2 separate regions of the Hordeum vulgare genome follow, and region 1 is linked to region 2. Evidence: chromatin contacts called from public Hi-C data. All regions are on one chromosome and are shown on one strand. Each heading gives the region's core, a stretch centred on a gene start, on an enhancer-like site or on the middle of the called end of the contact. The rest is flanking DNA. Distances are from core to core; before and after follow the strand shown. Region 1 holds the start of LOC123433177 (monothiol glutaredoxin-S11). Region 2 has its middle 90 kb from the start of LOC123398838.

Region 1 (2,700 bases), core at 177-2,676, 540 kb after region 2:
GAGATGCTGACGTTTATTTTGCTTGTAATCGTGTTGTATCTATGATGTTTAGGTTTGCAGACACGTCTGTCTGTCAACCGGGTACAATCCAGCAAAACTGTTAGACTGGGTTGTAGTAACCATAAACTCTATACATGTTGCACTGCTCACAATCTTTATTTTGTTGTAAGATGTGGCTGTAATGGCCACATTACATCTCCACCATCGCTTGGTTGATTCATGTTGTCAAACTGGTTATGCACTATATTGATCGTGATTGTTCATAGGAGATTGGATCAGCGGAAACTCATCCGAGTGCTGCTTCTTATCTGAAGAAGAGTGGTTATAATGGCTACATTTGTTCTGAACCATCGCTTGGTGTAATTTTGTTTTCAAACTGTTTGTGTACAATGTTGAGCCTGATTTGAGGAATGATTTTGTTCATAGGAGATTGAATCAATGGAAACTTGTCCAAGTGATGCTTGTTATCTGAAGAAATCGGTGGATTTACATACATGGCTACTTGCAAACATCAGCTGGGAGGGGGGTGGCAACCAAACTTTTTTCTTTTCGACAAGTTCAGCTGGCCTGAATCCTGCCGTTTTTTGCCGCAAAAGTTTTCTTTACAGAAAATGCCACGCGTTCTGCCAACCCATACAACTAAACTCGTCACCTAATCGCCAGCTATTTCTGTCCTTTTTCTCTCCTTTTCTACGCAATTTTTCAGAGAGCGCTATATGTTGAGAGACTCAACCATGAAACGAGGTTCTCCCTTCCAACTTGTCTCAAAATAACATCCAGAGGAAAACAGGCAAAAGAGACAAAAGGAAAACAAAAAACAAAAGGCAGGCAAAGTTGCTTCGTACTGGATCTCAGCGAGAGAAAATGTGTCATCAGGAAGCCGCTGCGATGTCATCGCAGCCGCCTCACATTGATCAGGAAGATAACGCAGTATTTCTACCAGAGCATCATCGATCCAAACCATCCACAGCAAAATCACGCACCCCAAGAGCATCAAACCGAAAACAACGAAGCAGAAGGATGCTACCATCAGGCACAGATCTGAATTGGTGGAGGCAGTGTGTGGGGATTCAGAGTTTCAGACAAAGGGTTTGGTGGCGACTAATACCCTAGGGTTTCGTTTCTGGCCACCCGAGGGAGGGCACCTGAGGAATGCTTCGGATTTATATAGACTCGTCGGCCGGGGCGAGGAGCTGAGGGGGGATGCCGGGATGGGACCCCGGGACGGCGGCTGGGCCCCGCCGCCGCCGCAGCCTCTGGCTTTTTGCCGGGCTGGGCGCGTGGGTCCAGGTCAGTCAGACCGATGATGATTCTTTCATCTTTTGGGCCGTTAGCCCGCTCCGGCCAGGCCCAAACGGCCTAGGTCGGTTCCGGGCCCTTCTGGAATCTTCCGTCGCCGTCGCACCGCACGGGCACGGGCCGGAGAGGAAAACCCCAGGTCGCAACCCCTCGCCACGAGTCATCACCCGTCGTCTCTCTCCCCCAATCGCCCCCGCCGCTGGTAGCTAACCATCTCGAGCGTTCTCGCCGTCGATTGTTGTTGCTTTTCGTGGGGAGGAGGCGATGGCGAGCGGCGGCGGGGCGGTGAGGGAGGTGGGGTCGAGGGCGGAGCTGGACGCGGCGGTAGGCGGCGCGCGGGCCGCCGCGGTGCACTTCTGGGCGGCCTGGTGCGAGGCCTCCAAGCAGATGGACGAGGTCTTCGCCCACCTCGCCGTCGACTTCCCCCACGCGCTCTTCCTCAGGGTACGCACGCACGCGCTCGCGCGCAGCCTGCTGCTGCTGCTCGCCGATTCCTCCCCTGTGGTCGCGGTAGATTTGGGTTCGGGCCGGTTTCCGGTGGATCGTGATCCTTCGGCGGCGGTCTGGGCCTCTGGTCACAGATTTGCGTTTAGGGTTCTGGCGCGTGATTCATGCTGCTGCCTAGGTTACTTTTTTTCGCATGCTTATACTCCCTCCGTTCCTAAATATTTGTCTTTTTAAAGATTCAACTACGGACTACATACTTGTCTTTTTAAAGATTCAACTACGGACTACGTACGGAGCAAAATGAATGAACTTACACTAAATTATGTCTATATACATCCAAGACAAATATTTAGGAACGGAGGGAGTAGAGTATTTATTTACTTACGATGCGAGAAACACTATGTGATGTGTATGCAGTTGATTAACTCGAACCATGAGATAAAAGCAGAATTCAACCCGTTTGTGTGCTTGAAACCGAAACCCTTCGTTTGTTCTAGTTACAAGTATGAAATCAGGCAGTACCTGTATCAAGTCTTTTGTAAGATATTTTTTGCTATAGTGGTCTGTTGTCTACTACTTTCACCGTGTGATGCCATCAGACCGGGATTCAAGTAAAAGAATCAACAACAATAACAAAAACAAAGCCTTTTTATTCCCAAACAAGTTGGGCGGGCAGAGTCGAAACCCATAAGATCTCGAAACCAACTCTAGTAAAAGAATGATCTAATCAAACATTCCTCTTTTGGGACTATTGTCCTTTGATTATTATGAAGTGTTCTTTGGTCACATAATTATGATTCATTCTTTATGCTCTGCCAATGACACACCATTTCGTAATTTGGATATCTCAAGCCTTTTCTTATTTATCCTCGTCATGTTGGTAACTTCTGTCAGGTTGAAGCTGAAGAACAACCGGAAATTTCAGAGGCATATGGAGTTACAGCAGTGCCATAC
Region 2 (2,989 bases), core at 465-2,964:
ACCGACATGTCCCATAATGTCACCAGATATTGAAGCTTCGCATCACACCCTCGTGAAGCCACTCGGGCTGAAATATGGGCATACACTACCAAATCCATCCAGCCATCTACACGTGTTAAGCACCCAATGAAGATCTCCGACGAGGCATTCCGGAACTCGTCAACGACCAAATCCATGAGGGCCGGCAACCGGCATAACACCATCTTAGAGCAAAACGAACCCAAGGACCGCGTCACCCGTCGGTTCCCTACATGAGGCCGGAGATCTCAGCGGGCACCGCCGCCATCACCCACACCATGCGAAGATGAGTAGCTGAGGCGCATCGAGCCCCCCGATCCAGTCATCGTGCCGCCCTCGCGTTCACATCGACAGTCGACGTCATCGAAGAAATTCGGGACCGCTGCCCCGGCACCCATCTTCGTCGGCCGAACCATGCCATCCAGGCCCGCCAAGAAGCTCCAACCAAAGATCATGTAACGTGAGAAACGATGGGTCCCCCTGTAGCCATCAATCGCGTGAGGAGCATGAGGACCCGTCGCTGCCATCATCCTCGCGGCCTTTGACCGGAGGCATCCTTCAACGACGGCGGGGGGAGCAAGATCGAAGGAGCAAAGGGTGGCGGCTGCACGGGATCCGCCCGAGTCGACACTCCTTCGAACGAAGCGGGGGCATTCTCCCAACCCTATAGTCTCGTATGAATGATCATGCTTAATCATTACTACACAAACGAAAACGGAATTTTTGAAATAAACTTCCACTCCATTAATTAGAAATAATAGTTACATCTTTCATAAGAAAAGATACAATATCATTCATTGGCTTCTCAAACCAATCTCTAGTGGATGAAAATTTCGCTAACCTAGCAATTTCATGAGCCACCTTATTTAATTTTCTATTATAATGTTTAAATCTAATTGTCTTCAAATGGCAAAGAGATTGCACGAACAAACGAGCGTGAATATATCACGTCTACCAAGCCGGAGCATAGTGCTTACTATAATGTGTAAGTTGTAACACATCGTATAGTGTATTAACGAGCACTCGTGGGCGCTCCTAAGCTAAAAGAGCTTTAAATGAACAAAGCCGAATATTTTTTACTCGTTAAGCGTAACAAGGTTGACGTGCATGAGCTTAGCGAGTCGAGCAGCTCATTAATCTACTCCTACTTGGAAGGTCCTATACGACGCCTTCACAGCGCCGGATAGGCAAACCGACGCATGCAACGCTCTTTCTAGTGGGCCAGCCCATGTAGAATTTGTCGCTCCTTAAAAATTAAGAAATAGTTCATAGAATTTCAAAAAAGATCAGAGTCACGAAAAAAGTTAAATGATTATAAAAAAAGTTCACCAATTTTTTGAATATGTTTATGTATTTTAAAAAATTCACAGAATTCGAAAACAAATTATTGATTTTCAAACAAAAATAATCGATTTCCAAAACAAATTCATCAATTTTTAAAAACAGTTCATTGATTTTGAAAAGATTCGCAAATTTTACATTATCTTCACTGATTTTAAAAATAGTTCACCGATTTTTAAAAAAGTTCATCAATTTTCAAAAATGTCCATCGATTTTCAAATAAAGTTCATCAATTTGGAAAAAAATTCACAAGCTAAACACAGATCAGATCTTTAAATGGGCCGGCCTATGAAGGAGCGCTGCAGGCGCCGGTTAGCAAACTTTGCCGTTAACCGGCGCCTGTGCGTTAAATAGGGCTTCCCCTCCTACTTGGCGTTTACGGCGTCCGAGCTACTTGGACAGCGGCCCATAAGCGACACGTGCTGGTTTCCTCCTCCCGCCAAGGCTTTAGAAAATAATAAGTTTCAATTATTTTAGATATTAAACGATTCCTAATTTATAAAACACGAATTTGAAGAAAATAATGTCAAGATTTTGGAAAGTTTGGAATTTTTATGGATTCGAAAACAGTTCACGGGTATGAAATAAGTTTGGGAGTTTGCAAAAAGTTTGTGGTTATGAAAATAAAAACATGGATTTAAAGAAAGATTACAATTTTTTTTTAAATACAAATTTTAAATGGTTCGTGAACGGGAGAAAATTGTGAAGAAATTCACCAAAATGTTTGAAAAGAAATTCAAGAATTTGGAAAAAAAATCATGAATTTTAAAAAATCACGAATTTTTAAAATGAAGGTTCACATTTTTTTAAAACAATTTTGATTTTGAAAAATATTTGAATTTTATTTTTTGCGCATTTTGAAAAAATAAAGAGAAAAATAAAAAATAAAACTAAAAAGGCTAAAAAGATATATAACAAAGGCAAAAAAGAGAGATGACCTGTACGAGAAACAGAACAAACGGCGAGAAGCTTTCAGATTCTTCCCAAAACCTAGGTGGAAAGCTTCCAGAACCTGAATGCGAGATCAAAAGTCTCTCATTAAGAGCTTCTCTAACAGACCTCGCAAACAGACATCACAAAAAAAATGATTTGAGGGCTCTCGGAAAAATATTTTACAATGCGATGAGCGTTTCGGCCGAACAGATTCCGCAAACGCGTCTCGCAAAAGTTTTGTGGGACACATTTGCGGATCTGTTCAGTCGAAGCACTCGTTGCACCACATTTTTTTACATAACTTTAAATAAATAACATATTTCAGCAAAATTTAAAATAAATTCAATATAAATGGCCTAAAAGCAACTCACAATACAACAATAGTCATCATTACAATAAATATTTTAATTCAAATAATTATTACAACACCAAATTGTTCAAATCTCACACGAATAAAAATACATACAAATGGGGATCTATCTCACCCCATAGAGCTGCCATAGATGCTCAATAAAGTCATCCTGGAGTTGGTTCTGCGTGTCACAGTTCTCGATCTTGCGGTAGGTCTCAAGAAATGCAATGATCTCATCACCGTCCGTGACACGCTTCACGCGGCTAACAACATTGTCATAGTTGTATATCAAGTCCAAATGCCTCTCATCCTTGATGATCATATTGTGTAATATTACACAAGCAG

What was found. Hi-C and Micro-C count contacts between places; a contact is called where the count stands out from the background.
Region 1: a contact with region 2 is called in a Hi-C map of leaf, with 5 times the contacts expected there. The contact joins the promoter of LOC123433177 here to the enhancer-like site in region 2. A contact is called at or near these places in 4 of 6 Hi-C or Micro-C datasets (leaf and seedling).

Annotation. Positions count from the first base shown.
Region 1 is chr1H:311,690,739-311,693,438 of MorexV3_pseudomolecules_assembly, forward strand. It overlaps LOC123433177 (monothiol glutaredoxin-S11), which reads left to right and starts at 1,427. Exons shown (of 3, transcript XM_045115437.1): 1 at 1,427-1,743; 2 at 2,641-2,700. The coding sequence starts at 1,564. LOC123433145 reads left to right here. Exons shown (of 4, transcript XM_045115435.1): 4 at 1-216.
Region 2 is chr1H:311,154,762-311,157,750 of MorexV3_pseudomolecules_assembly, forward strand. No RefSeq gene overlaps it. Among protein-coding and RNA genes, the nearest start is that of LOC123398838, 90 kb to the left of the region's middle. Within about 2 kb of position 1,715, at least 2 of the 3 cell types and tissues checked have open chromatin away from gene starts, as enhancers often do. A contact at or near this core is called in leaf, where this site is marked.